Regions from separate parts of the Mus musculus genome. Here regions 2, 3, 4, 5, 6 and 7 are each linked to region 1. The links are chromatin contacts, called in public HiChIP or PLAC-seq maps. All regions are on one chromosome and are shown on one strand. The core of a region is the stretch at or near the end of the contact, and the rest is flanking DNA. Distances in the headings are between cores, read along the strand shown.

Region 1 (4,233 bases), core at 1,040-3,539:
TCCATGTGGGCTCATCCTGTGTCTCCTTCTGATGACTAAAATATACTGGAGTAGCATTGTGTGACTCTTGAGGTGAGCTGTAACTGCATCTTTTATTCCTCTGATGTAATTGTCACCACAGAGGCTTACTGCCTCCTTCTGCTAACCTAGGTCTAGTCTGGAAGGTTCTAGCCTTTCTACAATCTTTTATCTAGGCCTAGCATATTTTAAGTCTATGAGACTTACTGCTGAATAAACATTCCCTTTCTAGTTCTTTCTGAACTCCTGGCTGGTTTGTCAATTCAGCTGTTTTGGCTCAAAACTCTTTTCCACACTAACTGATTCAAACTGGCTTCTTTCAGCTTCTGTCTGAAATGTGCTGTTTGGCCTCGTACTACCTTTGGCAATATGTTCTAATCTTCTGGCTCCTTTTTCTTCTCTGGTTCATTCTGTTTTCACCTGGGTCTAGCTTGTTCTCTCTCTGTTACCTCTCTCTATGTGATTGTCTCGGTAAAACTGCCCTTTCTCCTTCCATCTCTTGCTGCTGCTCTCTTAAGTAGCCTCTCTTTCTCCTCTCTTCTCATGGGAGTTGGGCAGACCCTATTCTGTCAAATCTTTCTCTGATTCATCACTTTGTCTGCTTCTAAATTAGACATCACTTTCAGACATGGGTGCTTCCTTCTACAAACTAATTTTACCTTCATTGTTTGGGATTAAATATGTGTGCTAAGGGCATGTCTGGATTCCAGCCAGAGCAGTAAGGTAGATAGATTAAAATCCCTCTACACTAGTCTTCAAATTCTAGCTGATTTTGCTTCAATCCTCTTGCAGTAAGGTGCCATAATCCAAAAAGGCCCAAGGTAGCCCATCTAAAGAGGAGAAAATATGCAAAGAAGGAAACCCAGAGTCCAGGGCTTATTCCCTGGGGTGAACAGTAGCCATTTTTGCCATGAGTGCTGTTGGGACATCAAGTCATGGAAGCCACATTACCCTGGTCAAAATGCAGAAAAGAAAACCAGCCCACCTCTGATCCCTGCCCAACTGATGATTCCTACACTCAATTATAAGTAAAGTAATAATTGTCTTAAGTCATTACATGGTGGAGCAATTTGTTAAGAAACAAGATAACTGACATACACTTCAGAGTCCAGAAAAGATGAACAGTAAGTACCTCAATGTGTTACTGTTTCTTCTAGGAGGAAACTTGAATCTGTAGTGATTTCAAGGTCTCCTTATCTCTGCATTTCAAACTGTTTTCAAGGAAAGTTTACTACATTTAAATGTAGAGTGTTTCGAAGAACTCTGAGGGGGGAGTCAGATGTTTGAATGTTTGATCTCCACTTAATAACATGTATCCCTCGAGAAACATGAGGAGTGGTGATGAGCTCAAAATGTATTCACTGGTTTTCTCATGCCGGAGCCATGCCCTTGGTTCTGATATACCAAAACAAACCTCATCTAAGAACACATTCACAATCTAGTTGGTGAGGAAATATAGGATATATTTGAATAAATCTCCTTCAAAATCAGAATTATTTCTTCTCTGTGAACCCTGCATGTGTGTCCTGTGTCAAGTCTTTGTGTGAGAAAACCTGTGGCTGCCTATGTGCACTCTCTCCCATTATTACTTTGGTGGGTTTGGGAAATTCTCAGAGAAAAGGCTATCAGCACAAAGCACTTATGATATATTCATTGAAATAGCCCTAAGAATTTATTTTCCCTGAGACTTCTATTGATCATGACAGCTCTTATGTGATCTGTTTGTTAGGTCTGGGGTTTCTTGGTGCTATTGATCAAGTAGATTCCTTTGTGAAGAGCTACATTGATTAGTTTCCTGACAAGCTCTTAAGGCCACTTGCAAAGCTGTCACGGGTGATATTTGCCATCACAAGAGCGGGGCTAGCTCATAATGTCTCTCTGAAAGGAGGCTGAATAGAAGACAGATGAGTGTGGACTACTTGCTCTGTGCTAGGTAAACACCCAGTGATCCATCTCATTGCTGCTTTTCCCTGGGAGAGAAGATTAATATCCTTGCAGTGAACACTCTTCCCTGCCCTTAGCATCTGCACTAGAAAATCCCACTCAGACATACAAGGCTCATTTGAAGCTGCCTTGTTTGAGTATGTCGTTGTGGAACCACTGTTCTCTACAACTGCCCCAAATCCCAGTAAACAGGTCTCAAAATCTGGATGGTATATAATAAATATGCAGCATCATGAAGAATTCAATGTGAACAAAAGAGGAGTCTGAACAATAGGCTCCAGTGCTCTCTGACAAAAGAATACCACCACACAAGGACAATGGACACATGGGAGTTCCCATTTCTTTACAATGAAAAGTACTTAATAGCTCATGCATCTGAAAGGGAACAAGAAGGCCTGTTCAAATGCTCCTTCTTCTAGGAGCCAACCAAGGGTCTCTTGCAAGGGCATGCAGAGGGAGGTGTGACAGACAGGGCTGGCACCAGAGGCTAACAGTGACTAAAGCAGCCTGTGGCTTAGAATCCATGCAGTAAAATTCAGAGGAGTTTTATAGCTGAATGAGATGGTAGTGAGATTGCTTGTTGGTATGTTTGCAGAATCTTACATAGAAGAAGTCTTTAGGCTATATGGGACAAAAACTGGCCAGGCTTGTCCCTTCAGTCCATTTGATGTGCTTTTTGATTCAAAGAATTCACATCAATCAAGTAACTAGTGGCTCATCTAAAAATATGGAGCGAGACATTCACTAGCAATATGAGCTTGGACAAGGCAGATCTTCCTGCTGGACCTCAGCTCTGAGCATTACAGGAGAGAATGTGTGTAGAGCCAGATGACACCCCAATGTTGACTTTGAGTCGCTTCTATTTGTATTCTTTAAAGTAGAAAGTGCTCGTGTCATTTAGGCAATGCCTCTGCCCATCAGAGAGGGAGAGACTGTGTGTGTTGGGGTGTAGAAACAAGATGGGAGAAACATCAAACTAAACAGACAAGTTTAAATGAAAGGTACTCTGAAAACCGATTATATAGTCGACTGCAGCCACACTAACTGGATTCCTGAGTGGGAGGCTGGAGCTGTAAAGGAGAGAACGGCGAGAGAAGTAAAGAGACCAAGACAAATTTTCTGATCATGGCCCAGAGTTTACTAAAAATCTGTGCTTATATAGGCAGAAAGCCCATCTCCCACAGATCCACTCTTGATGCCTGTTGCCAGCCTGTAAGCGGCTGTCTGACAGCACTGGTTTGGCAAGAAGGTGTCAATCACTAGGTTGCTTGCTGTCTGCAGAATCTCTCTGAATCTCTCAGCAGGTAACAGTGTCTCAGAAAAGAACAGCTACGTGACCAAACAATAGAACCATCTAGGTGGGAAGGCTCCACCCCAGGTGGTCTCATTCTCAGTGGCATCCAGGTCTGAGCCAGCCTACTCAGGGCTGGGGGAGGCTACAGTATTACTTGTTTGTTCCTTCCCCAGTGAACATTGAGGACAACAAAAACAACCCCAAAGAGGTCAAGTCCCTCATTTGTTTTCCTAGGGACTCAACACTCGCAATGACAGGAGCCCATGTGAGCATTTACTTTGTGACTAACAGACCAGAAGTCTGACATTCTTTATTAGGTGTGGGGGAGGAATGGGGCTGTAGACCTTGCACGAAGCAGAAAGACATTGTCCCCCACCTCCACCCAGGGATCTTTACATGGGAAGATCATGGATCATTTTCCTTTCAAGAGAAGGATAATTGCACTGAAAGGAGAGAGCATTTTAAAATTTGCAAACCATAGGACATGTGTGTTTTTGCCCACAGGATCCTTGGCTTATCCCTCCCATTGTCCCGAGGGAGATGAGCTCAGGAGACATTCCTGTCTTCATCCTGGAGCTGAGTAGCTGAAGCTAGCATCCTCCATTCTCCATCATGTAGACTGTACTGAGTGGCTCAACACAGACCCTGCCTTGGACCTCCAAGTCTAACCTCCATTGCTACTAATTTTTTAAAAGTCTAGCAATAACTCAATGTGCTGATTAGTTTCGTCAACTTAGCTCAAGCTAGGTGCATCTGGAAAGGGGAAACCTCAATTAAGAAAGCGCATTCATTAGATTTCCCCTGGGCAAGTTTGTGGGTGGTTTTGTTGATTGATGATTGATGTGTAACGGTTCAGCCCATTCTGCGTGGTGCCATGGGGGCAGGTGATCCCGGAGTATATAAGCAAGCAGAATGAGCAAGCCTTGGGGGCACCTCGCAGCTTTCCTTTGTTGTCTCTGTTTCAGTTCCTGCCTTCT
Region 2 (4,233 bases), core at 1,276-3,775, 970 kb after region 1:
GGCCCTCCCCGCTTGATCACTAATTGAGAAAATGCCTTACAGCTGGATCTCAAGGAGGCATTTCCTCAAGAGAGGCTCCTTTCTCTGTGATAACTCCAGCTTGTGCCAAGTTGACAGGAGGTGGGGAGGAGGAGGAGGAAGAGGAGGAAGAGGAGGGAGAGGAGGAGGAGGAGGGAGAGGAGGAGGAGGAGGAAGGGAAGAGGAGGAAGGGAAGAGGAGGAGAGGAGGAAGAGGAGGAGGAGGAAGAGGAGGACTTACTTTGGCTTATTGTCAGTTGCCAGTTCCAGAGAGTTTGGTCCATGATCTCTCAGATCCATTGCTTCAGTCATCGTATGCCGAGCTGATCACAGAAGGGCACTCTGCCTGCAATCCTCAAATTTGGAACCTGAAGCTGATGCAAGAGTTCCAGACCAACCTGGACTACATAACATAGCAAGACTGTGTCTGGAAAATAAAATAGCAGGGAGGAATGCAGCTCAGCAACTGAATATGCCTGACATGCACAAGGCCCTGGGTTTGATCCCCAGTGCCAAGGGAGGAAGGGAGGGGGAGGTGGGAGGGGCATTGAGCACAATTTGACACGGGAGAAAGGAAGTAGGCCCCCAGCTTCAGACTATAGATAGCTCTGAATCCTCAGTTTTTGCCTGTTCTTGAGAGCCAGTCTATGCAACTTCTAGGACGAGCGTCTTCTTGACATTCCTGAGTGTTCCTAAAATGGCTCATGCTTGCTATCCTGGCTGTGTCTGCTCAGCACAGTTAAGGAAGGTGACAACAAGCTGTCTCTCTGCACACGACACGAGGGATTACAAAGGAGACATCTTTGGCTTCTGGATTCCAGAGTTTTCTCCATGGCCCCAAAATCCCTGCTCTGAGAATGTGCAAGACATCCATGCTCAGGGCTGCCAGGCTGGCCTGCATCTCTTTGCCTCTCCTGCCCTCTAGTGGTCACTCCCCATGCTGATCTTTCCACACCATTTTTTTGCTACTGAGTTTTAAAATACAAAACCTGTAAAGAAAATTCTTGCAAATGTATCCAATGCTCAGTGGAACTTCATCTAGCTTTATATGTATTCGACATATCTATTTCTATATGTAGCTTTAAGATACCTTAAGGCTGGACTTATAGTTAAGTGATAGAGCACTTCCTTACCCAGCATACACAAGATCCCAGGTTTTATTCCCCCAGCACAATAATAATAAACTTACCTGTGCATTCATGTACCAGATGCCAATCCCACAAGCTAGGCCCTCTTCAGGAGAATCACAAGTTCAAGGCCAGTTTGGTCTATATAGCTAGTTCTAGGCTAGCTTGGACTTTAGAAGGAAAACCTAGTGTGTGTGTATGTGTGTGTGTGTGTGTGTGTGTGTGTGTGTGTGTGTGTGTGTGTGTGTGTGTGTGTGTGTGTGTGTGTGTTCTATTTTAAGTGTGTGTGTGTGTGTGTGTGTGTGCGTGTTCCATTTTAAGTATATTTTATAAACTTATTACATGTTATTATATTAACATATTATATATAAATAATAAGTTAAAATGTAGCTTTTATGTTCATGAAGCCCTAGCTAGAACGACTAAGAGTAAAAGTTCTAGTCAAATGTTCAGTGCAGTTGATGGTGCTGCAGAGGATACAGGGGATGCCCTAGAGCGTCCTGAAAGGCATCCTGGGAAAGTGAGAGTGAAAATATGAAGGGTGAGGGACCAGAGCTATGATGGCAAAAAGCCAGGGAGTTAGCAAGTCAAAACTTCTGTGTCCAGGGAGAGTAGGATGAGCTTGAAGAAGGGAACATAGAGCTGTGTGGCTGGAATGTCAAACACTGGAGCCTGGGATGGTGGGAATACAGACGGGAGGACTACACGGTGGTCTTCGTGTGAATCTTTGTCTTTATTAAGATGAACCGTTCATTCTCCCTTTCCTCTCTCCCTTCCTAGCCCCCTCCTTCTTCCTGTCTTCCCTTCCTCACTCTTCTTCCTTTCTCCTTCCTTCTTTGCTTCCGGTTGTAAACCCTGGCTGCCCCTTGGGACCATCTAGTCAAAACCTCAGCCAGCAAGATCATTAGGGCTAGGATGAGCATCTCTGGTTTTTAAGGTCTCCCTGGGTGATTCCAGTGTGTGGCTCCAGGAGAAGCCTCCTGGAGACCTAAGAAAGCCTGAATTGTTCGCTTGCCTTTTCCTCCCTCTAGTGACTGTTCTGTGCTCCTAAATCTGCTCTAAACCTGCAGGCAGATGTTACCTCCAAGAAGGTAAATTCTCCTGCCTGACTCTCCACCAGATAGTTGAAGTTTTGAAACAGCGCCCAGGGTGCTGGAAACCCTCAGACCCCAGCCATCAAAGACCTGCGTGGAGGACAGGGAGCTGTGTATACAAATATGTCCAGCCCGGAAGAAACTAAAAACCCTACAGCCTTTCACTCTTTTTACCCTGCCCCTGGAGGAAGCAGGGCCAGCCCCGCCCACACTTCCTTCTCCCCACCGCACCCCACCCCCACCATCCCTTGCCTCTGTTCCATTCTGTCCCCTAGGTGGTGCCAAAGAGCAGTGAGCCTGTTTTCTGTTTTGTTGTACTTTGATCAAGATTAGATCTCTGTTTTGAAAAAGCCCCACTACCGGCAGGTGGAAGAGGGTTTGAAACTGGACCATAGCATCAGAGGAGAGCAGGTCAAAGCCATTAGTAACGCAATTCTGGTGCGAGGTGATGGTGTCATGGCCGCTCTGACTGTAGCAGAAAAAGAAGAGTCACATTGTAGAGAGTGTTGGCTTCCTGTTGGCTTGCACACAGCAGCCAGCTCAGAGAGGAGAGGGATGCGTCAGGGATGTTTTTAGATTCTTGTTTGAATAAACAGATGGGTGTTGGAGTCAGTTCCTGGGGCAGGGAACAGAGGAGCAGATTTCAGGGGTGGAAAATAAGAAAAGTACCAGGGTGGTTATGAACAAATTCAGGATAATGGGCTACAAGAGCCAGGTCACTGTACTCATTTGTGCAGTAAATAATCCAGGCGTGACGGCAGGTGCCTGGAATACCGTGCTTAGGAGAGATGGAGGCAGGGAAACCTAGCTCAAGTTCATCCTTGGATATATAAGGAAGCTTGAGCTAGAGACCTTGTTTCAAAAACACACGCATCCTCACATGGATACACACATTTTCAGCCCTTCGTAATTATCAGGCACAGATTTAAGCTTTTCTCCTTCGAGAAGTTAGACTGGAGCTCGTCCTCTGGTCTCTGGGTAGGACCCTGCCTTACTTCTGCCAGTTGAAAATCCAACAAGGATTTAGCCAGTTCATTCTCAGAGCTGACCACACAGGAGGCACAAAAACCACAATGTTCCTCTTGACTTAAAGAGTTTGTGTCTCTGGGGAGTTTGTATGTTTCTCTTGCCTTCCTGGCCTCAAGTTTATAATCCTCCTGCCTTAAGTCTTTCCAAGTGGTAGGATTACAGAACACCAAGCTTGGCAGAAGATTCCATTTCTGACCTGCTTTTCTGACCTTGACAAAGTAAACTTTTTCTGAAAGTTAAAAAAACAAACAAAACAAAACAACTGGAACCTAGAAACCACATTCACCTGGGACATGACAGTAAAACTGTTCAGGTCTGAAGAAAGGAAACCCACTGTCCTGTTGTCTCATCCATGAACCACAGGAAATATTTCTCCCTGTAAGTCACAGACCTTAACACAAAAGGGCTTTGAGACAGAAAGGACAGTGGGCTTCATCTCAGCACTTTGGAAGTGACAACAGAAGGAGAGTAAGTTCCAGGCTAGCCTGCTGTACGGAGGAAGACTGTCTAAAACTAAAAAAGACAGGAAGGAAATAAAGTACTGTGAGTAACTGAAGAAGAGAAAGTTCTTGGAGTCCCTGAGCAGCAAAGTCAAAGAGCCAGAAAGGCAAAGAGGAATCAATAGAAACCATCTAGCCAGTCTTTCCCAGAGTGATTTCCTTGGAACACTGCCTCCTAAAGAATACAGAAATTTAAGTGCTGTTTGATATCAGGATTTTAAAAGGTTGGAAAGCCACCTGTGGTTTGTCGAACCTCTTAGAACTTCAAAGTATATACATAGACATTAAATATCAAAAATTTGCTAATGAACCTCCTTACATTCTATGGACCATATATGGCCAAACTCACTTGACCATCTATCTAATACTATCCTTTTAATATGCCTGGGGATATATCCTGACAAAAATATACATTTATAAGACAGCCACAATGGCAGAATTTGAGAGATGAGACAGGAAGTTTAGG
Region 3 (4,233 bases), core at 679-3,178, 870 kb before region 1:
ATTTACCCAGCAGAGACCACCACCAGAGTCCCGGCCATGAACTTCAGCTGCTTTGGCAGGACCTGCACTTATGTCTCTGCTCTGCAGGAATGAGGGCCCTCAGGACTCTTAATTTGTGGGAGGCAGGAGTTACTGTGTGAGCAAACTGGACGTTCTGATGTCTCCCTGGTAGCCAGACAGTAGATGTGCTGTGAAGGTTTGTCTCTAGCAACCAGACAGTGGTTGTGCTGTGCAGGTTTGTCGAGTGAAAGAATGAGCGACTGAGTGAACAGTGTTGCTTTCCCTGGGTGACTCACTTCTGAGGTTCCTTTTTATCTCTGGGTTCCTGCAGGCCTGGCTGGGCCCTGCTGAAGGGCCTCGGATCATGCCTTCCTCCTACAAGCAGATGCTCTTTGACCTAGAGCAGAGTTTCAAGCTCTAGAGAGCTTCTAATCTCCTAATCTGTCACAGCGAGGGCCACCAGGCCCCTGCTCCAGCCAAGTCTCCGCCCAGCTCTGTCTCACCTGGGCTGACCCCTACATTGCCCACTCTCTTTCCTCTGGAGTCAAAAATCCCTCTGAAGGCCCTTCCTGGCTAGAGCTGTGGCTCGCGTGGGAGCTCACTCCCCATCTTGCTGACACCCACACTCTGTTGATCCCTCAAAGATCCAGTCCCGCAAAGGAATCCTCGACTTTCGAAAACTATAGATTGATCAAAAATTATAAACAGATTGAATTGACCCCAGGGAACAGAGCTAGTGTCTGCCCCATTGATACGCCAATGTTACAATGGTTGCTGACTGATTGGCAACCAGGAATTCCCAGAACTGTTTTCAGGGTAGTTGGGGCTGGAGGGAGGCACGGCTTCAAAGAGACTTTGCACATCTTGCCCTATCAAAAATAACAGATCACGGAAGCGTAACCTCTCCCCAGAGCAGATACGCATTTGCAAGGCAGCGAAACTACATAATTACAGACATAACGCGCTAAAAATAGGCCCTGTGCCCGCACAGGCAGCCAGAGCGTGGCACCCGAGCACAGCACTGCCACGTGTGGCTGTATTAATAGGGGCTGTGGCACCGTCCCAGGTGACAGATGAGGTGACTCGAAGGATTACAGCCACGGAGCACAGAGATCACGGAAACGTCCTGTTGCCCAGTGCCTGCTAAGGACTTGAGGACAGGACAGGGCAGAGGGAGCTGGTGCTCCACAGCTCAGTTACAACTGGAGCGAACTGTGATTGTGGGTCTCAGGACAGCTAGGACGACGGCTGGGGGATGGATGAGGTTCCCCAGACAATCACTGCACAATGTGTTGAAGGGTTTTACCCTGCCTCAAAAATATGCACACTAATTATGTGTCAATTAGAGATAGGCAAGAAGCTGAAGCTCAGAGAGGTTAAACAACTCTCCCAGAGCCACACAGCTAGAGAGGCAGTCTGAACTGAAGACTGACCTCAAAGGAAATTTTCTTGCCCGCCGCATCCCCAGTTGATTTACTAAGTCCGCCATTTCCTCTTGACTTCTCATCATGGCTAACCAGGGAAGGAAGGAGAGAGCCTTCTAGAACATCTTCAGGGCACAGCTGCCTTGATTATTATTTCATAACCTCTTTCCCAGCTGGTCCAAGCCAGCCCCTCAGCTCTGTTTCTAGTAGGCCAGAGGCTCCCACCCGAGGGGCAGAGAGCTGCCCAGGCCTGTAAGCCTTAGGTCAGTGCTGCTCTAATGAGGAGCCTGTGCTCCGCCATCTGCCTCAGGTGCGCCAGGCACTGATGGTGGGCTGACAAGAGCAGAGCTCTCAGCGCCTCCTGAAGCAGCTGGCTTTTGTGGAATGGATGCCGGGAACTGACTTAGGTCAGTAAATGGCAGGACAGATTCTAAGACTCGGGCCACTGGGCTCCAGGGTTGATACTCTCTCTCCTTGCCTGACTCACTGGCCACCTCCCCAGCCAATGAGGAGTCTCCAGTATACAAGAGACGCTTTCGGCAATTGACTTTTCGCCACAGGCCCTCTTCCTCCTGCGTAAGCTCCCACACCCTAACACCTGACACTTGCCCTATACCCCCCCACCCCCAGCCTCCCAGATCCAGAGCCAGAGACATATATCTCAGTTTCTTCCTGGAAGCTCCACAGCAGACAAGGAGCAGGTCAGCTTTCTTCTGGCCCTGAGCTATACCCCAGAACCTTCCTTAAGCCTGGTAGCTTGAAGAGTCTCAAGCTCCCAAATTTTCCTGTTTCCCTGGTAAATTTAAGGTCCTCTCAGCACAACTAGGGTCATTCGGGAAGAAGGACCCTCCATTGAGAAAGTGTGTCCATAAGATTTGCCTCTTGGCGAGTCTACAGCATTTCCGTAATTAGCGATTGATGCGGAAGGCTCGTTGCAGACAGTGCCGGGTGCCACGTCACATAAGAAAGCAAGCTGAGCAAGCCACGAGGAGCAAGTCAGTAAGCAGTGTTCCTCCATGGCCTCCGTTCCACCTCCCTTACCTTTGTAGCGTGTAATTATAAAAGTCAATCCATGCTATGGCCGGCTAGGCAACGGCAACGGCAACGGCGGTCTTCCCACACCCAAGGAAAGCCCCAAGCCGCGGCGGTCTGCCCAGGTTCCTGCGGTTAGCTGCCGTTTCCAAGCCAAAATGGGGATAGCCATGGGCGCGGAGAGACCGCCGTTGCCGGTGCCTCGCCAGCCATAGTGTGGATTGATTTTTATAACTGCACACTACAACCTTGAGTTCCTGTCTTGATTTCCTTGAATAAAGGACCGTGATATAGAAATGTCAGGGAAATTAATCCTTTCCTCCCCAAAGGAGGAGGTTACCATGGTGTTTTCTTAGCGCAATAGAAACCTCAACTAAGCTGCGCGGTGGCGCACGCCTTTAATCCCAGCACTTGGGAGGCAGAGGCAGGCGATTTCTGAGTTCCAGGACAGCCAGGGCTAACACAGAGAAACCCTGTCTCGAAAAACCAAAAAGAAAGAGAGAGAGAGAGAAAGAGAGAGAGAGAGAGAGAGAGAGAGAGAGAGAGAGAGAGAGAGAGAGAGAGAGAGAGACCTTAACTAAGATGCTGATCAAAGCTGGGAGTGCTTTCTTTCCTGGGTACACAGAAAACAGAAGGCGGTAGTGAATGAAGGGTGAGACCACGGTGGCTGACCAGGCTTGGATCTCAAAGCTCTGACGTAACAGTCAGACAAACGCTTTCTTCCACACTACACAGGTCACACACTTGCCTGGCTTTGTTTCAAAACGCATGCAAGGCAGGGTATGACGGCACACACTTGTGATTCCAGTGAGTCCAGCGCGGACAACATAGAACCTATCTCAAAATAACAAGACAAAACCTTATTTTTTTTTCCTCAAAAAAGAAAGCCAACATCTACCAAGGCCAAGTCAGAAAGCTCTCTAGTCCCCCACCAGCAAATGAGGGAGAGGGGGATGCTGGGTTCCTTGAGAGGAGGCTCCTCTGATGCCCAGACGCAAGGGCCAAAGATGGCGAAGCTAATACGCAGGGGGAGAGGGCAACAGAACAGGAAGTCAGCCCGGAGCCTGGCCATCCATCCCAGCATGCCTTCTCCCTCAGAAGCAGGGAGGGCGTGGTGGGAGCCCGATACTCACAGGCTCCAGTGTACCTTGACTCAAGCCACCTGGTCCCGCAGCGTGTCTTCTTTAGTCATATGTTTATTTTTAATCTGACATTCCCAGGGTGAGTAATTCGTATTTTTGAAATTTGCTCTCATGTTGGTTGTGGTGAAATATGCATGTAGCTACAGTCACCAATTTTAAGTGCACTATTCTCGTCTCGTTGCTTGGCAACTATACCACCGGCCACACAGTTCTCTGTGTGTGTTTGCCTGTGTGCACGTGTTCATGGGTCCGCACCTAGGTGAGAATCGTGTAGTGGTCAGAAGACAACCTCATGAGTTGCTTCCTGGGGAACAGTCACCTTTTTATTGAGACAGGCATCTCAAACTCAGTTCCCCACACTCACAAGGAAAGTGCTTCACTGATAAGAGACAACTTTCTAACACCCCCCCCCCCCAATTGGAACTCTGTCCCCATAAGAGAATGGCCTATTCTTTCTCTTCCTGCCCCGGGCAACCAGCATTGTGCCTCTCATCTGTGTGTGTCAGACCATTCTAGGTATCACAGGTAAGTGGGCTCCTAAAAGATTTGTCCTTTTGTGAATGGTTTGTTTAATTTAGCGTGTTGCCTTTAATGTTGATGCGAGTTACCACAAATGGCAGCATTGCCCGTTTCAA
Region 4 (4,233 bases), core at 679-3,178, 850 kb after region 1:
ATCAAAAGTCTACCCTACATTCTAAGCTTATAGACAGACAGCTCTTGTAATTAAATAACAGGCTGGTGTGTAAAAAAACAAAACAAACAACAACAACAAAGTTGCTGAAAATTGGGGAAGGTGCAGTTTCTTGCACAAATCCTTGAAGGTCTGATGTATTGAGTCTTGGTTACTTTATGAACTATAAAAATTCAGGTGTGCTGCTGTTAGCTTAACACGTGGGTCTTGGTACACACCCTACTAGAATTCTCTCTGCAAGAGGTCAATCTGACTTCATGCTACACTTTGTAGAATAAAGAGAGTAAGCCCTTAGCACACAAAGGTAAACAATGTAGCGAGTTCTCTCTCTTCCCCCCTCACCATCATAAATGTGCTTCGAGTTTTCCCAGTCCTTGGTGGGGGCAGAAAACACTGTGTTCAGTTTTGCTGTGCCTAACCGGAGAAATCCCTTAAAGCTTGGGGTGGGAAGCGGCAGACGGCAAAAGACTGATGGTTGACTCTTTTGTTTGGTTTTTATTGTGCGTGACTAAATGTATTAGATGTGTTGGATCACAGAGAATGTGTGTCCGTGAAGCCCAGAGCTGTTGAATCTGTATGCATTTTGCCTACTAATATTGCTTGCCCTTTCCAAATACAAAAGGCCTCCACACTGGCTTGGTATCTGAGTCACTTTAATAACACTACAGTCGGAACGTGCTCTGGGAGTCTTTGGTAGGAAACCGGAGATCCTTTCTAAAACCTTTCCATGGGATTGGTTTTCCATGATTTTTTTTTCTTTTCCAAAACTATGCAGGAGAAGCAGAAGACAGGGTCCAGGAAAGGAGTTGATGGACAGAATGGTTTTGGGAATCACTCTTCATGACCCACCACAAACTGTAAGCAAAGGCACATACAATTATATTTATACACACACACACACACACACACACACACACACACACACACACACACATATATTACCTTGAGTAACAACACCCTGAGAACTGGATGAGGGGATTTATTTTTTCAGTTGTCCTCTATGATGCTATGATGGCTGCTGGAACGTGGATGACTCAAGGAACAGGCCGTTCTGCACAAATATGGCTTGCTTTTTTTTGTTTTGTTTTGTTTTTTGTTTTTGTTTGTTTTATCTTGTTTGTGTTGATGTTGCTGTTTGCAGATAGATAGGGCTGCTTCCAGATACCAGGGGGAGAAATAGAGCACAGACAGGGTTACATCAGCCTTACTGTTCTTCCTTCATAAAAAGAAAACTGAAATTTATTTCGTTGTAGAAGTATAACAAATGTCTTTCTTCAAATCTCCTTTTTTTTTTTCAACGCAGATTTTCAATTGAGGAAGATTATTATTTGGGGCGGGGGCGGGGGCTACCTTTGGCAACATCTTTGCTCCAGGTTTGGAAAAAAAGAAAAAGAAAACGGGGGTGGGGGTGGGGGGAATCCCTCAGCAAGAGGATTACTGCCGAGCTTTATTGCCCTGTCACAACGCCAGGTACTCTGAGTTCAAAACAAAAGGTAATGTGATTGGAGGGAGGGGCTGGCTGCTCCACACCCTCTCTCTGCTGTAATGCAGAATGTTGAAGAAGTCTGTTTCTTTGTGCCTTGGTTTCCCCGACTGCAGAAGGAGGGCTTTGAGCTAGATTACCCTTAAGGCCCCCAAAGCTCAAAGAAACCTGAAGCTCAGATCTGACCGTGTGCCTGCCCGCCTGCATTCCAAGCAAACACGCTTGCTCCTCCGAACGGCTGTTTCCCCCATACTCCTAATTGACGATATTTTATACCTGAACTTACAATTTCATCACTTTACCTACCCCATACCATTTAAGGTCTCTCCTTTTTGCTTTGAAGTTCAAAGAAAGAGAAGACTTTGTATAATGAGGATGGCCCCTTTGAAATGCTCCCTGCGCAGCTGCAGGCTGGCAGATTCCGCACTGAACGAGGAAGCCATTGTGATGCAGATGGACTTCGAAGTGCCTCTGCAGCAAGAGCATTTCCACGGGCCTTTACTGTATTTCTTCTATTATTCATAGAACACAATGTAAATGAAGCCATAAATTTTACCCCCCACACTAGATGTAGAAAGAAGATAATGGAAATTGTGAATTATGAATGAATCTCTGTTATTGTAATTCCTTAAGGATTCTGACGGAGATGATTAAATTCATGCAAAGACACAGACTGGAAACTTTCCCGCCTGCGTCCTCACTAATGCTTCTTGGAACCTCACAAGGAAGGGACAGACTAGAGAAGGTCTTAGTTGCCCATTTACCTGCCAAATGATCTCACAGATGATCTACCTAAGCTTGGATGGATTAAATAGTCTCTCTTCCTATCAGAAGGGAAGAATGGGGCTAGATCAGTGTCTCTCAAGTATCCAAGCCTGTCACTTGGGAGCCCAGGAAGAAAACCTACCCTGAGTCCTACAAATTTATTTTTTTTTTTTCAGGAAACTGGAGAAAGAAGAAGCCACAGGAAGGGGGAGGGGAGATGTCTTTCTCAAGAAGATGAACTCCATGTTTAATGAGTTCAATGATACAGACTGTTTTGGTTTTTTTTTTTTTCTTCTAAATTTGTTTTGATAACAAGAATTCTGGTCAATGGCTCTCTCGACCATGGTACACCGTCCTTCTAAATAATGACAGCAGACTGGTTTGGATAACGACACAAAGTGATTAGCAGCACTTCACTGGAGTGAGACCAAGCCTCTGGAAAATCTCAGCCTCAATCCACTTTCATCCTGTACCAGGCTTTCTGAAGGTTAGAGCCCCCCCCCCAAAAAAAAAGGAGATAGGAGATGATATTTAACAGTTCAAGCATCGTTCGGAAAGAGTTCTCTTCTGCAAAACCCCAAAATAGACTTTTGACATTTTTATACAAGGAATATGCATGAAGAGATGAAGCTGTGGGCACAAGCAGACTTCGGTTCGGAAGCGACTTCTACTCTCAGACATAAAAATCATTTAAAATGTAGGTGTGATTACACAAGGTAGGAGTGAAAGATGTTAACATTCGCCGCAACCTAGCAGATGCAGGGTGACCTGGGAGCATCCAGTCTGTACCTCAACATCCTTCTCTGTGAAACATCTGGACCAGCTGGTCTTCAAGGCAGCTGAGATTTAGTCTTTACCCGTGTTCTTGTGTTCCCATGGATGAAATTTGGACAGTGAGGTGACGTAGGGGCTAAGACACCATCCTGGGTTAAAGACTTGGGAAGTTCCCACAGAGAGGTAATGCAGGCTTTCTACAAAGAGTTGGGTCAGGAAACATAGTCAAGGCCACTGAGCTGCTGGCCAAAGGGATAGCCTTTGCTATTTGTCAAAGGTATGGCCTAAAGATGCTACCTCTCCAGATCCTAGAAGCTGAACCATGAACTACCACCTGGACAAGTCATCCCACTGAAAATAAAAAAGCCATTCCTAGGGAAGGGGTGGCTTGGCCAATGTGTTTAGCAGACATATTAAGCATGTTGCTTAAGATCCTTCACACAAAACGCCTGAACCTTCTGACCCTGAAACCCTGGAAATTTACTTCCTCTTTTAGAAAAGTATAGGGAGAAAAAAAAACAAAAAACAAAATTAAGCAGGAGGCAGCAATAATTTTCCTTAAAGGATGACCCAAACATGAAGTCAAGGCTTCAGAACTTTCCCGTCTTTATGTGTGTTTTGAGAATGAGAATTCTGGTATTTTTAGCATTGACTACTCAAATGACTACATAGAGTGTTAGAGAAACATCTGCCTGGTACACACACACAAATACATGCACACACACACACAAACACACACACACACACACACACACACACACACACACACACACACACACACACACACACACACACGCTACCTCTGCTTCTCTCAGCCAAGCCCCCACCCATCTTTCTCCTTCCTCATCAGCTCTCCTGACAACTCCAGGGGATCATGCAGCATCTAGGCAGGAAATCGGAGCTTAAGGCAAACTGGGGCAATGAGACATGGAGAAGGACCAACAGAGATGTGGGAGACGGTGAGTGGTCACTGGGGACCAGTGAGCATCACCAGGGACAGCCTAGAGACCTGCAGCAAGCAGCTAATATCCTGGAACTGAAGACAAGAGAGGGCACAGGGAGGGTCCCTAGAGTCAGATGTTCCCTACAGGCAGAGGCCAGAGGAGGCGCTGCCTGCTGGGAATGGGGTTGATAGATGCAATGCAGATGGGCTACCAGATGCCACCAGAAATAGGGAGAAGTGGGAATAGGAG
Region 5 (4,233 bases), core at 1,112-3,611, 830 kb before region 1:
ATAATAAAGACTTGTTAAGGATGTAAGATATCAAAACTTTGACTTCAAAGGACCGATACTCCAAAACATATCAAAAGAACAAATGAGGAATGACAAAGACATAAAGCTTGGGAGACATGCTCTTGCTCAAGACAGCAGCAGCGGGAGGACCCTGCCGACAGCTGGGTTGGAGGCGTGGGCAGTCTTGAGATGGGGTAGGGCAGTAGGATGGGTAGCTACGGGAGGGGGGGGGACAGCTCTTGAAAAAAAATAGGACTGACAGATTAATTGACAGGTGTGGCAGGGTGTAAAATTGGATTGAAGGCTTTTGTACAGAGCTACTGGGGGTTGTGGGAAGAGTCACCCAGACAGTCAAAGAAGGCCACCAAAGAGAGGCAGGAATCGGCAAAGAACGACATTGGGAGGCACGACTCTCGAAGGCCAAGAATAATATTTTCCCACTCATAACTGCAGGAAATTGACAGCTAACCTGTGATGGGAGCAGAGAGATGGGAGGATGGGACAGAAAACTACAGCCTCTCACTTATTTCCATTTAGAAATACTAATATGTAGCCGTTGGAAATTGAAACTAAGAAACGAAAACCCAAGGATTATCACTGAAGGCACAAGCCAGAGGAAATTGCCAAGGAACGGATAGTAGCTGCTTCAGAAACTGGCTGTTAGGGCTGGAAGGGACACACGGGACCTGCTGTTTCAATCTGGTCCAGATGTGGCTTGTGTTATGGTTCAGCTATGTATTAAGCAAAGCAAATGTATTATTTTTGATACAATTTCTTAATGAATTGAAATGCAGTCGATCTAAAGCAAAACCGTTGACATTTTGCAGGATATTGTTACTTGTTCAGACCTCTGAGACAAAACTTGTGTTCTACTCCAATATCAATAAAAGTGAGATGGCAGACTGTCTGAGCCACCTCTTGGGCAGAAGGAAGGTTGAGGTTTGTTGAGAACTTGAAGGATGGGTTAAGGAGGATCTGTAAATGCAAGGGCTTGTTCGGGACTGATGGAGCTTCAAGACTTACCAGCCTGGGATTTGTGGAAACAGCGAGGTCAGGATTTGGAGATGAATTCTGGGGAATCTTGGCCTGCACGCTTTGTGATATTTCCTTGGAAAATTGATGAGTCTTTGGGAAAGTTTCCAGGATGAGCCATCTGTGTGTGTTATCTATACCTGAAGTTCATTGGCCCACACCTGAGAATAAAATGAGCAGTATTATAAAGTGTTATTAATGGACTTGTTGATTATACTCTGATAATTATTAGACTTGAAGACTGGAGGACATAAGCTGTGATGGCCTTATTGCTCATTATGTGAGAGACAGAGACAGAGAGACAATAAAAGACCTTAAGCAAGTCTTTTATATAAAAATAGTTCACTGAATCTACATTTTTAACTTCACTGAAAACCCCTGGACAGAAGCTATGCAACAGAAGACATGCCATGCTGGCTCCCCACACTTGACATGTACCAGACTGAAGAACAGAGACACCAGTCAGTCACACCGGGGCTCCTTGAGTCAGGACACCTATAGTGTACTGCTGGATGCCCCTGCTTTCTCAGGTGCTTTTCAAGTCCTTGCAACAGGAGGAGGTTGTGGGGAAGGACCTCTCTTTCTCTCACAAAAACTTCCTTTTCTGTGGAATTGAACCAGGACACTTCTCTTTCAGAACCAACCTATGATGTAAGTTCTCTCACCTGTGTCTTTAGAAACAAACACCCAGCCCCCGCCCTTTCCTGTGTTCCCCAGGGAAAGCCTCAAAGGTCACCGCCTGCCGCCTGCCACGCCATCCCTCTTCCCTCCCAGACATTTCGAGTCAGGATAAAATCCTAAGTCTGGGAGGTGGGGGGTTAAAGCCAACTTTAACAATCAGTGAGGTGTGCAGTGGGGATGGGGTGGAGGTTCAAAGGGTCACAACCACAAATTTCTAGACTCTTCTTTTAGTGGTCTAAGTCTAGGTTGAGAGGCTAAGAGTTGGTCTTTCAAAAGTTCAGTCTACCTACAAAGGCCAGAGGGAGCAGCTCAGATGCCCTCTGCCATTGCTTAGCATAGCAAAATTAATACGAGGCAAATTTTTTTTGTTTTTAAACACAATGTCTTCTACACCAGGAGGACCTTATACTCTTCCAGCCTCCACCTTGGGGGGCTGGGAATACAGTTGGTTTTATGCAGTCCTGGAGATCAAACCCAGGGTCTCCTGCAAGCTAAGCAAGCTACATCCCCAACCCGAAAGCCTTGATAAAAGCAGTCATGTTTGCATTGGGAGGATGGACGGGGCAGGCAGAAACAATGAACGTGTTGCTTTGGGTGGTGCTACTATGGCCTGGAGGTCCCCACAGGGCGGTGGTGACTCGATCACCTCCTCGTCCCCACCCTCCCCCCATTCCCAGAACAAGACAGGAGATTTGTTACTGCTGATGTGTGGCCTGTCCCAATGAAGGGGGCTTTTCATTAACAAAGTAGCGGGCGGTGTCATCTTCCCTTGGGTCGGAATCATTCACTATTTGCACAATGTGTTATTATTGTATTTTTAATTGAAATGTAAATTCTGGGAACACTCTGACCCAATTTACTCACAGGGAAAAAAGGGCAAAATTCTCATTTTCAAGGCTCCAGAAAGGCAAGTTAGTGTTAGTAATGATTAAGCTTCCTCCTCCCCCACATTGGGGTGGGGTGGGGGCCGGATGGGACCTTCTTACCCAGGCACAATAGTAACATTACCCCATCCTCTGCGTGCATTTGATCAGGGAGGTAGCCGACTTGCAAGGGAGGGGAGCTCACATATTTGTCCCAGCCGTCCATTCTGGGGTTCACACCTGGGCCAGGGGAACGGCCAGGGTGTATAGATGCAGTTTCAGGGTTTTAAATGACAGTGATGACTGATGCTTGATTAAACGATTGATTGAGAGGGGGGGATCATTGCTTCGTTTATTTCACAGAAACCCTCTTTGTCAAAACAGAACCAAATGGAGACAGGGTGGCTCAGGGACTCAGACTGTCCCTGATATTACATGCTCACCCTCGGCCGGCTAGAGTTTCTAGAACTTACTCTAGAGCTCAAAGGATTGTTTGCAGCAAGCATACAGAGGAGAGAACCCACCAGCAGGCAACAGGCATATGAGTGCCTACTAAGTGTCAACTCTTGGCATGCAGCAGGCATCTAAGTGCCTACTAAGTGTCAGCTCTTGGAGATTGACAGAAGGGAAACATGGAGTAAGTAGTGTTGTGTTTCTGTCAGTTTTAGTGTCTGCTCAAAGTTCACCTGCCAACAATGGAGGTGTTCCCAACTGTCACATCTACTAAAGACACCCCCGCACACACCCCAGCTTCTCTCTAAGACCCCCCCCATACTACTAACTTCTCTCTAAGATACCTCCCTCTTTCCCAACTCACCCTCTGCTCTTCTTGCTCCTGTTGGTATTTTCCTCGCAGTGTTGTTCCTTGCTGTGAATTATCTTGCTGAATGACTGCATATCTCCTTCCATAGCTTCGCTCTCACTAGATGTAAGAGGGTCCCCAGGTCCCTGCCCAACTGCTATGTTCTACCCTGTATTCTCAGGCCATAGGAACCTAGCACCCCACAGTGACTAACAAATATTTCACAATCAGAGGATGCATGTGTACAGGTGGTACAGACTCCATCTGGCTCTGAAGCGTGTCATGTCTCCTACTGTGTCATTTATTGATTCTATATACGCCTACTGTGTGTCACAGGGTGAAGAAACCCAAGGACAGAGAGAAACAGGGAAGGCCCAGCCCTTGCTGTAATGTTCCAGACTAGGGAACTCGGCGAGGATAGTCCCTCCTTCCTATCACAAAGGGGCACCTGGAATACCTGGAGATGCTTCTGGGTCTACAGGTGGGGAGAGCTGCAGCTGCCATTCAAGAGAAGGAGAAAGGTTCAGCTAAGCACTTGACAATGCACAGGACAGTCCCAAATGAGTCATCTGGCCTTAAGTGTCCACAGCGCTGAGGTCGGGAGGCAGAGTCAGATGAGAATGGTTCATCGAGTTCACTACAGAGCCCTAACTGGGATGACAGGGACCCAAAACTCCAGTGTGGGTAGGCATTGTTGGAGCGGTGGGTGAGGAGCCCAGCAAGGTGCAACTCCAGTGTGGCCAAGAGTGAGGCCTCTGCACCTGCTGGTCCTCTCGATTGTCAACCTAGAGAGGCAAACTCTGGCAGGGATTCCTTGGTCCACCCATTGTCCTGTGGATGGGAAGGGTGACCTGG
Region 6 (4,233 bases), core at 1,173-3,672, 810 kb before region 1:
CAAAAGCGTTGGTTTTCCAATGCTTACTGATTCCAATGCATTCTAGTCCCCTGAGATGTGATCCTGAGACAGAATCCCAGGGCAAAGTCCTGCAAGCCAATGGCAGAATGCTAATTGGAGTTTTGAGTGCCTGTTGAAAATTAACCCTGACACTGTCCTGGACAGTAACTTTCTGGCCTAGTACTGTTGACTTTGGTCTGGGCAGTCCCTTTTGATGCCCTGTGTCTGTGGAGGCTGGGCAGCATCCAGCCTCTACCCTTCCTATACCCGTGTCCTTTCCAGTCAGGACAACCTCATATGGGGGCCAACGTCAAGTAGTTGAAAACTGTTACTGTCACCAAGGGGGAAAGCTGTGCATTAGATATTTCTCTCCAACTTGAGAGACGGGCTTGTGCAAAGGAGTGCCTTCCTGAACATAGTGTAAAAAAACATATTTTTGTCATGCGATGAAAATTTAAGCAGCCATTAAAATACGGTTTTTTAAAAATTATTTTTATTTTATGTATATGAGTACACTGTAGCTGTCTTCAGACACACCAGAAGAGGGCATCGGATTCCATCTACAAATGGTTATGAGCGACCATGTGGTTGCTGGGAATTGAACCTGGGACCTCTGGAAGAGCAGTCAGTGCTCTTAACCACTGAGCCATCTCTCCAGCCTTAAAACTTTTTTTTTGTTTTGTTTTGTTTTTTGAGGCAGGGTTTCTCTGTGTAGCCCTGGCTGTCCTGGAACTCACTCTGTAGATCAGGCTGACCTCGAACTCAGAAATCCGCCTGCCTCTGCCTCCCGAGTGCTGGGATTAAAGGCGTGTGCCACCACTGCCTGGCTCCTAAAACATGTTTTAAAGACATTTTCTAGGCTCTAGAATATGCCCACCTTAGGATACACAGCAAGGCAATGAAAGCATGTATACCACCTTTATTCTGTGCAATGCTTACATTTAAAACACTAAAAATGTCCCCATGGGTAAAAGTACAAAAATTAAAGCCATACTCACTTGCTTTTCCTAATAATTTGCCACATGAATCTTGCAGTGCACAGCATCAGGCTACACCAGGCTGGGAAGCCGCACACTGTGGTCCTCTGCTCTGTCTGGTTTACTTCCACACGGTAAGCAACTCCTTTCCTCTTCCTGTGACCATTCTGCTCATGAAAGATTCACATCCTCTGCTTCACTCTCAGCTGAGGTTCCAAAGTCAGAACTGGTTGCCTATACCTTGCTTCTGAGTCCAAGTCCTTCACCCACTCATCCCTGACCCGGGCGCTGTGCTAGGGCCTGGGAGATTCAGTGATGGAGAAGGCAGTAGAGTCAGTCCCTACTCTCAGGAAGAAGACTGTAAACCAATAGACAGATCCAATAAACATACACAAAGAGGCAAGGCAAGACAATTCCAGGGTAAGAGAACCAGAGAAGCAAAAACCAAAGAGGGGAAGACCGCCATTGGGAGTGAGCACAGCTTCATTAGGCTGGGGGTGGGGTGGCCATCCAAGGCACCTCTAGAAAGTAAGACCTGAGCTAGTACCAGAGAACAAGAAGAGTGGAAGAAATTTGGGAAAAAAAAACTGACAAATCCTGAAACTGCAACTTTGTAGCAATAGGGATGGGGTGGGCGTTGCCTGCTCTGGGACCCCTTTCCCAGTACTACGTTCCATCTCCCAGCCTTGATATGAGAGTTTGTGCCTGGTCTTATTGTATCTTATTACGAGATTATTGTATTTTACTGTATCTTATTATGTCTTATTTGGTTGATGTCCCTGGGAAGCCTGCTCTTTTCTAGGGGAGATCAAGGTGGGAGGGGAATGGGAGTGGAGGTGAGGGGGGACTGGGAAGAGTGAAGGGAGGGGAAACTACAGTAGAAACTATTGTATAAGAGAAGTCTAAGTTGAAGGAAGGAAGGAAGGAAGGAAGGAAGGAAGGAAGGAAGGAAGGGAGAAAGAAAGCAAGCAAGGAGAAAGAGAAGAAAGAGAATAGGTCTCATCTCTACCATCTCTCTGCTGTAAAAGGATGTTAAATCTGAGTACAAGGCACAGCACAGAAGCAGAGTGGACGACTCCGAGTCTACCCCACGATGGTCAAGCCCATTGACCCATAGACTTCCTCAGCTCTGTATCACTCTGTAACGTGGACCACAAACGCATGACTTGCTTTCTGATCTCAGAGAGGCAATGGCTCCTATGCTCCTTTTCTGTCTCTATCATAACTGAGAAGTTTTCTGTGGAAGGATCCGAGTTCAAGGTATGGCCTCTGATAGTGCACTCTCCTGTCTCTCTGGCTAGCCCTACTCCACGCTTTAGGTGCAAAATGCTCTATAGCAGCCACCCGAGAGAGTCATTAGTCATCATCTTGGCTGAAGCAGCAGCTCTTAGAAAAGCAGCTTGGAGCCTCAGAGGCCACTCCTCTGGGCAGTTTGCAGGACTGTAGGCAACAAAACTAACTTGGCTTGTGTCACTGATGTTTGCCCACACCCACAGACAGTGCCCAAGGCAGGGGGAGGGGCTGAATATTTGCCATTCCAGGTTTGAAAAGGTTTTCACGAACTCTTTTCCTGGGTGTGGCTATACTCCAGTGTCCTCTGCATCCTTCTAGACTCTTCTCTGCAGTCTTCTGGCTCACGCTGCGACCTCCATTGTGCTGTGAGCACCAGGGAGCAAACCCGATGCTTGCCAAATGGCAAGTTAGAAAGTGCTTAATAGTTTACTAATTGTCTCAGTCTGTTTGCTGTTGCTATAGCAGAATTTCTGAGACTAGGTTTTGGAGTTTTGGTGTTTTTTTTTTAATAAAGAAAAAGGGTTAACTTGAATAATGGCTCTACAGCCTTGGAAGGTGCTCACCTCTGCCTGGCTGTCAAGGGGACAGCCTTGTGGTAGAAAGGGAAAGAGAGGTCAGGAAGCAAGAGAATGCTAACGAAGGAAGCCAGCCTTCTTATTTTATTTTATTTTATTTTATTTTATTTTATTTTATTTTATTTTATTTTATTTTATTTTATTTTATTTTATTTTATTTTATTTTATTTTTTGGTTTTCCGAGACAGGGTTTCTCTGTGCAGCCCTGACTGTCCTGGAACTCACTATGTAGACCAGGCTGGCCTTGAACTCAGAAATCTGCCTGCCTCTGCCTCCTGAGTGCTGGGATTAAAGGCGTGCGCCACCACGCCCGGCTCTTATTTTATTTTTTAAATGATACCCACCTTTGTGTAGCTAGCCCATTCTGGAGGGAACTGAATCCATCCTCTCTCTAGGACAAATTCCCCAAAACTCAAACACCTCTTAAAGGTTTTAGAACTGTCTTCCCCCAACTCTTCAGGCCTCATAACACCTTTATGGGGACTAAGGTCATGATGAGATTTTGAAGGGAACAAACTACTATCAAACTACAGCTCTAGCCTTTTACCATTTGATGAAGGCAGACAAAGGCGAGAGATAAGGACTGAGGAACTGTGGGAGTTAGGAGTGGGAAGGGGATTCTGGGTACAGCTTGTTCCCTGCAGGGCTCAGCGTGTGGGTCTCTGATACAGGATTTACCTATCATGTGAAGGGCCCTGAGCCTGAGCCCTACACTGAAGAACATATTTCTTTCTGGATTACTTAATCCCCTTCTGCGGGAAGCTAGCCTGTTTAAGTTTCTGTTGTGACTGGGCCCAAAGCCAACCTTCTCCGGACAGAGATGATAGGAGTTTCTTGCCAGAGGAGAAACACAGAGTCTGCAATAGTGGGCATCCCATTGAAAAGACCAGGCTTGTGGAGAGAAATCTCTGATTTATTCGTTTTTACTAGCAAACTCTATTTGTCTATAGTGGCGACTTACTTTCGAACATTTTGATACATGACGGACACAGTGGACTTGGATCATATTCATGGTCTGTTGCCCTCTCTGGTTCCTCTCTCTCCTCACATTAGTCCCTTTATACTTTCATGTCTTTAGGATATACCTACGTTACACATTTGAGACCGATCATATAGTGTTTGATGAAGTCTGGCTTATTTGGTCTAATATGAACATTTCCATTTCCATACATTTGCCTTCAAATGGCATAATTTCATCCTTCTTTATGGTTAAATAATATTCTATTGTATATATTTACCACAATTTATTTATCTGTTCTCCCAGGCTGAAAGATCCTGAATATAATTATTTTTAAAAATACATTATTCTGCGAGGAAGGGCCTGTGTGTGTCATGGTGAGGTCAAAGGACAACTTTGTGAAGTCTGCTCTCTCCTCCCATTGTTATGT
Region 7 (4,233 bases), core at 759-3,258, 780 kb before region 1:
CAGAGGACTCAGAGAATCACACTGGTGAGGCTTCGAGCTTCCAAAGGTGCTGGGCAAAACAGTTGCCTTAATGGCTCTCAGATCGCCTGAAAAAATGTCCAGGTGTCTCACGCCAGGATTGCCCTCTCCCAACAGCGAGGAGGAAGTAAGCTGTCGATCCCTTGTCGCTCTGGCTCTGCCTGCGCGTACCCGCACCCAGAGCCGCTCAGAGCCAGGCCTCTGGGGACGGAGCCTGCGATGTGGGGCTCCAGCGCCCGCAGAGCGTAGTGGCCAGAGGTGCGGATCTCAGGTCACGCTTCCGAGCTCTGCTGGGGTGCAGCTCCTTCCTCCACGCCCGGGATCGAGGATTCCCGAAGGGCAGCCGGGGCCGCCGAGCCTCGGGTCTGGTCACTCTCCAACCGACGCAGCGGAGAGTCAGGCACAAAGTCCGGTGACCCCGGAACCGAGCGTAGCCTCTGGCCTGGGAGCTCGGAAACTCTGCCCTAGAACAGTTCAGGTCAAGCTGGGGTCGGAGGGGGTCTTCCCTCAGTGACCCCAGTTCCCTGCGCGGGTCTCTCCCATTCTAGGCCACAGTTCCCGCACACAAACTTTTCCCTACTCATTCAGTCCTTTCGGAACCCTGCCTTCATTGCTCGGCTGGCTCCAGGGGTCTGGCGGGCTAATACCCGGGACCCAAGAAAGTGTCTAATGACCCTTACCAGAACGGGTCCCGAAGGATGGGACTCCATAATACGTGGGGTGCACACATCCAAGCCCGACTTTGACGGGTTATGGGTGCAAGTGTGGAAAGAAACGACAGGAGAACAAACTTGGGAAGCCGGACCAAGCGACACTTCCCTGTCCCTAAGTCAGTCTCCAGAGCGACCGGCAGCACTCGGCCGCGACCCCAGGATGTCGCTCCTCCACCCCAACCCCCAGTTCTCACGGCTCGGAACCCCCAAAGGTACCATGTTTCGCCCGCTAGCCAAGTGGGAACGAGAGTTTGGGGGGGGGGTGGGTACGGAGAGCTCCCCACGCGCTCGGCGTTCAGCCACCCGGACGAAGTAAACTTCTTTAACGTTGGCCGCAGGGCTGGGCGGTGAGGCCCAGGCGACAGAGGCCCAGCCCGGGGACCCGGGTGGCGCGCGGGGAGCGGGAGAGAGCTCGCGTGGGCAGCTCCAGATGGCCTCTGCCCGAGAGATCGCCCCTCGGGGCGGCAGGGTCGTGGCCGCGGCTTCTCCGACCCTCTGGGCGGAGGAGCGAGCCGGCCAGTCGACCCTACTCCGCCCAGTCGAGGACACGGAACTCCGGAAAGCTCCAGCCGGGATAGGCTGGCTCTCCCGGGACAGGGGAAGCCTGGCCCGGCAAATTGAAATCGAGGAAGCATGAAATAAAATCAGACGCGCCGAGTGCAGAAGGCGAAAGCGGCGGTGGGCGCGGGGCCCGCCGCGTGTGCGTGGGTCCGAGTGTGCGTGTGAGTGCGTGTCTGTGTGTCCGCGGCGCCGGCCGGAGCACTCACCATCTCGCCGGGGGAGCGAGGCCACTTCGGGGTCGGATTGGAAATGTTGAGGCTTCGCTTGCTTCCTCCGCGACATGCTGGCTCAAACATCAGCTGGGGCAGAATAAAAAATTACTAAAAAAAAATCTTCTCAAAATTACGGAAATCGAGCGGCGGCGGCGGCGGCTCCCCCCGCCCGCCGGCCCGCCCGCCCCCTCCCCGGCTCCCCGGCCCCGGGCACAGCGCGCATGTGTCCTGCTATAATTATGATTATCAATAATGCATTGCGATTAATCATAGAGGGGCTCTTTGAAAGGCGATTGGCACCGGGCCAGCGCTATTCAAACCCGCTCGCCTTAATCAATTAGTTCGTGATTTGCTGCAGACCCCTGTCTCTCCGCGCGCTGGCCCAATAAGCCGGCCGCGGGGCTGGCTCTGCGCGCCGCGCCGCCCGACTCTTGGTTAACCCTCTTGGCGACCGCCGGGGACTCCGCGGCCCGGCCGCCGGGGGCCTGCCTCCTCGCCACTGCGCGCCCAGCGCCCCGGCCGGCGCCCCCCGCTCGTTCCCCTCCCCCCTCCCCCGCCCTCCATCCCGGGCTGGGCCGACCCGAATTAGCATGCTCGCCCGGGAGCCTAGCGGAGCAGGGCCGCGTGGGGGTGGGGCTGGCGGCGGGGGCTGGGGACCCAGGCTGCGGGCGAGCGGCGAACTTCCTAACTCCCGCGCTGCGTACTGGCCCGCGAGGGGGAGGGAGTCCCGTGGCGGGACGGGGTAGGAGAGGGCGCCCCATTTCGTGAGTGTTCCTTCATTTTCTTTAAGAGCTACCAGAAAGCAGCCCACCCCCACTCTCATAAAAAAAAAAAAGCGAGTGGGGAAGAGCCAGCCCCACGCCAGTCCGCCTCCCGCTCGCTGCCGGGCCTCCCTCCCGCCTGCCCGCCGCCTGGCTCGGAGATCCTTCGCCCAGAGTTCTCCACTCTCAGGATCCCGGGCTCGCGGGGGTGCGGAGAAGAGGACCCAGGAAAGGTTTGGGGACGTGATGGGTTTGGGGCTTGGGGGGAGGGGCAGTTTTCTCGCCACCCCATCCTCTCCCTGCCTGGGAGCGGCGACCCTCCAGCCTCTTGCTGGCTCCTTAGCTCCCTTTCTCTACCTTGGACATTCCCGGGACAATTAGGGCTGAAGTTTTCGGGAGAAGCGCCCCGAGCCCGTGGGATAAGGGGGCGGCTCGGCTCCGCCCAGGACCCCCTCCCGAACCTCCCCCCGGCCGCCCCGGTTGGCTGCAGGGCGCGTCACTCCGCGGGGAGGCGGCGGCCACCGTGGCGCCGCCAAGCTCCGGGCGGGTGGAGAGCAAGGACCTGCCTGAGCTCCGAGTTCAGCTTCTGCGGGAGGGAGGGGAGGGGCGCAGCTAATTCTGTGCTAAGCAGCGCTCCCCTGGCCTGGGTGGTGCTGCTGGAGCCAGACCCTAGGCACCGCCTCTACCCTGGACCCTAGTGCTCCGTGTCCTAGGGGTGGAGGCCGCCACCTCGTCGCAGACGAGGTGGCTACCCGGAGTGAGTGAGCATGGAGGGGGGGTCCTGTTCGTTGCCCTGCTAGCTACGCCGTGACTCGCCTTCACTTTTCCGACACTTGCTACGTGCGGCGCCCAAACTTTTCTCTCCATCTCTCTCTGTTTCTCTCCCAGAGCTGGGAGCCAGCCTCTCTTACCCGCTCACGGGACCCAGGGATCCGGGCCCTGTACTCCCTCTTCCGGGTTTGGGCGCCTGCGAACCTGAGGCTTGGTCCTCGGCTTAGTTTAGACCTCCTCCTGCCTCGGGGTTTCCGCTCGCCGAGGTTCCCGAAGTCCTGCACCCGAAGGACTAAACTAACTAAACTTCGGCTGAGTAATGGGGGTGGAGGCGGGGGAGGGGTGCAGATACACAATCCTTGCCCTATCTCGCGATCAGGAGAGGAGAGGGCTCATAAGGACGCCCCAATTCTGGAGCGCCTTTGAGTCTGGATCGTGACACAGTCGGCTCGCGCGAAGTGGGCACTAGCCTTCACAGCAGAGCCTTGGAACTCAGGACCCATGTCGCACTCTCTTAAATGGCTTTTAGCCCCTTTCCACGGTTCTTTTTCCCCTAATCTTTTGTGTGCTAGTTGAAAGTATCTTTTTATGTCTGCTGACTTTATACTTCTTGGTTTAACTTCTGCCTTCTTTCCTTCTCCCCGTCCATCCTTCCTCTCTCTCTTTTTTTTTTTATTTTGTCCTTGCTCTCCCACCCCTCGCGCGTCTCCCTGGTCTCCGGCTCTCTCCCGCATCTCGCTCTTCCCTTCTCTCCAGGTTCTGTTGGGTACTGTAGATTTTGATAAAAAGACAAACGAAGCTATCAGTGGCTCTGATGTTGAAGAATGAAGATAATAATGTTTCCATAGGTGGTGTTTCAAATGCCATTATTTCTCACTGAATATTTAAAGAGATCTCTCGGCAAAGATGGATTTGCGCGCTCCTGGGGTGCTAGCCGCTTACTTTCCCCAAACCCCCGGGAACGTGATCAGACCGGAACACTTTTAAATCTAGCACTCTCCCCTACCCCGCAAATCGGAGCGCTTGAAAACACACCAACGTGCACCCCTCAGGGTGCACCGAAGCTTCCAGGCGCACCTTTCTTCCTTGAATCTGCCGGTATTTAGAGCCGCCCTCAACAGTCTTTAACATTCTTGGCTTCTTGAAAGTCCTGGCCTCCGGGCAATCCAGTGGCCAGAAACCCAGTGGAGCTGGCGG

What was found. HiChIP or PLAC-seq counts read pairs in DNA pulled down with a chosen protein or histone mark.
Region 2: a contact with region 1 is called in an H3K27ac HiChIP or PLAC-seq map of embryonic stem cells, with 10 times the contacts expected there. The contact joins two enhancer-like sites. A contact is called at or near these places in 1 of 39 promoter capture datasets (neural stem cells), 2 of 484 Hi-C or Micro-C datasets (arterial endothelial cells and cerebral cortex), 10 of 115 datasets of contacts at active chromatin or transcription factors (embryonic basal ganglia, embryonic forebrain, embryonic limb bud and 2 more) and 1 of 9 other capture datasets (embryonic stem cells).
Region 3: an H3K27ac HiChIP or PLAC-seq map of embryonic stem cells shows a contact between it and region 1, with 7 times the contacts expected there. The contact joins two enhancer-like sites. A contact is called at or near these places in 2 of 484 Hi-C or Micro-C datasets (both in embryonic stem cells) and 8 of 115 datasets of contacts at active chromatin or transcription factors (embryonic stem cells and stem cell-derived neural progenitor cells).
Region 4: a contact with region 1 is called in an H3K27ac HiChIP or PLAC-seq map of differentiating embryonic stem cells, with 19 times the contacts expected there. The contact joins two enhancer-like sites. A contact is called at or near these places in 2 of 484 Hi-C or Micro-C datasets (both in embryonic stem cells), 10 of 115 datasets of contacts at active chromatin or transcription factors (differentiating embryonic stem cells, embryonic basal ganglia, embryonic hindbrain and 3 more) and 1 of 9 other capture datasets (embryonic stem cells).
Region 5: an H3K27ac HiChIP or PLAC-seq map of embryonic stem cells shows a contact between it and region 1, with 4 times the contacts expected there. The contact joins two enhancer-like sites. A contact is called at or near these places in 1 of 484 Hi-C or Micro-C datasets (embryonic stem cells), 5 of 115 datasets of contacts at active chromatin or transcription factors (all in embryonic stem cells) and 1 of 9 other capture datasets (embryonic stem cells).
Region 6: a contact with region 1 is called in an H3K4me3 HiChIP or PLAC-seq map of embryonic stem cells, with 14 read pairs. The contact joins two enhancer-like sites. A contact is called at or near these places in 2 of 484 Hi-C or Micro-C datasets (both in embryonic stem cells), 8 of 115 datasets of contacts at active chromatin or transcription factors (embryonic basal ganglia, embryonic stem cells and neural tube) and 1 of 9 other capture datasets (embryonic stem cells).
Region 7: a contact with region 1 is called in an H3K27ac HiChIP or PLAC-seq map of embryonic stem cells, with 3 times the contacts expected there. The contact joins the promoter of Sall1 here to the enhancer-like site in region 1. A contact is called at or near these places in 10 of 39 promoter capture datasets (the 3T3-L1 cell line, the C10 cell line, HPC-7-derived erythroid cells and 5 more), 1 of 484 Hi-C or Micro-C datasets (embryonic stem cells), 9 of 115 datasets of contacts at active chromatin or transcription factors (embryonic hindbrain, embryonic stem cells and neural tube) and 1 of 9 other capture datasets (embryonic stem cells).

The regions. Positions count from the first base shown.
Region 1 is chr8:89,821,477-89,825,709 of GRCm38.p6, forward strand. No RefSeq gene overlaps it. Among named protein-coding and RNA genes, the nearest start is that of Gm24212, 160 kb to the left of the region's middle. Within about 2 kb of position 2,290, at least 14 of the 459 cell types and tissues checked have an H3K27ac peak or open chromatin away from gene starts, as enhancers often do. A contact at or near this core is called in differentiating embryonic stem cells and embryonic stem cells, where this site is marked.
Region 2 is chr8:90,793,021-90,797,253 of GRCm38.p6, forward strand. No RefSeq gene overlaps it. Among named protein-coding and RNA genes, the nearest start is that of Gm19935, 22 kb to the right of the region's middle. Within about 2 kb of position 2,526, at least 177 of the 459 cell types and tissues checked have an H3K27ac peak or open chromatin away from gene starts, as enhancers often do. A contact at or near this core is called in embryonic stem cells, where this site is marked.
Region 3 is chr8:88,948,178-88,952,410 of GRCm38.p6, forward strand. No RefSeq gene overlaps it. Among named protein-coding and RNA genes, the nearest start is that of Mir8110, 74 kb to the right of the region's middle. Within about 2 kb of position 1,929, at least 28 of the 459 cell types and tissues checked have an H3K27ac peak or open chromatin away from gene starts, as enhancers often do. A contact at or near this core is called in embryonic stem cells, where this site is marked.
Region 4 is chr8:90,669,028-90,673,260 of GRCm38.p6, forward strand. No RefSeq gene overlaps it. Among named protein-coding and RNA genes, the nearest start is that of Gm35850, 70 kb to the right of the region's middle. Within about 2 kb of position 1,929, at least 48 of the 459 cell types and tissues checked have an H3K27ac peak or open chromatin away from gene starts, as enhancers often do. A contact at or near this core is called in differentiating embryonic stem cells and embryonic stem cells, where this site is marked.
Region 5 is chr8:88,989,605-88,993,837 of GRCm38.p6, forward strand. No RefSeq gene overlaps it. Among named protein-coding and RNA genes, the nearest start is that of Mir8110, 33 kb to the right of the region's middle. RefSeq lists a cis regulatory region at 1-4,233. Within about 2 kb of position 2,362, at least 8 of the 459 cell types and tissues checked have an H3K27ac peak or open chromatin away from gene starts, as enhancers often do. A contact at or near this core is called in embryonic stem cells, where this site is marked.
Region 6 is chr8:89,013,254-89,017,486 of GRCm38.p6, forward strand. No RefSeq gene overlaps it. Among named protein-coding and RNA genes, the nearest start is that of Mir8110, 9.4 kb to the right of the region's middle. RefSeq lists a cis regulatory region at 1-4,233. Within about 2 kb of position 2,423, at least 39 of the 459 cell types and tissues checked have an H3K27ac peak or open chromatin away from gene starts, as enhancers often do. A contact at or near this core is called in embryonic stem cells, where this site is marked.
Region 7 is chr8:89,040,854-89,045,086 of GRCm38.p6, forward strand. It overlaps Sall1 (spalt like transcription factor 1), which reads right to left and starts at 2,009. Exons shown (of 3, transcript NM_001371070.1): 1 at 1,499-2,009. The coding sequence starts at 1,574. Gm3134 (predicted gene 3134) reads left to right here and starts at 390. Exons shown (of 3, transcript NR_166639.1): 1 at 390-943.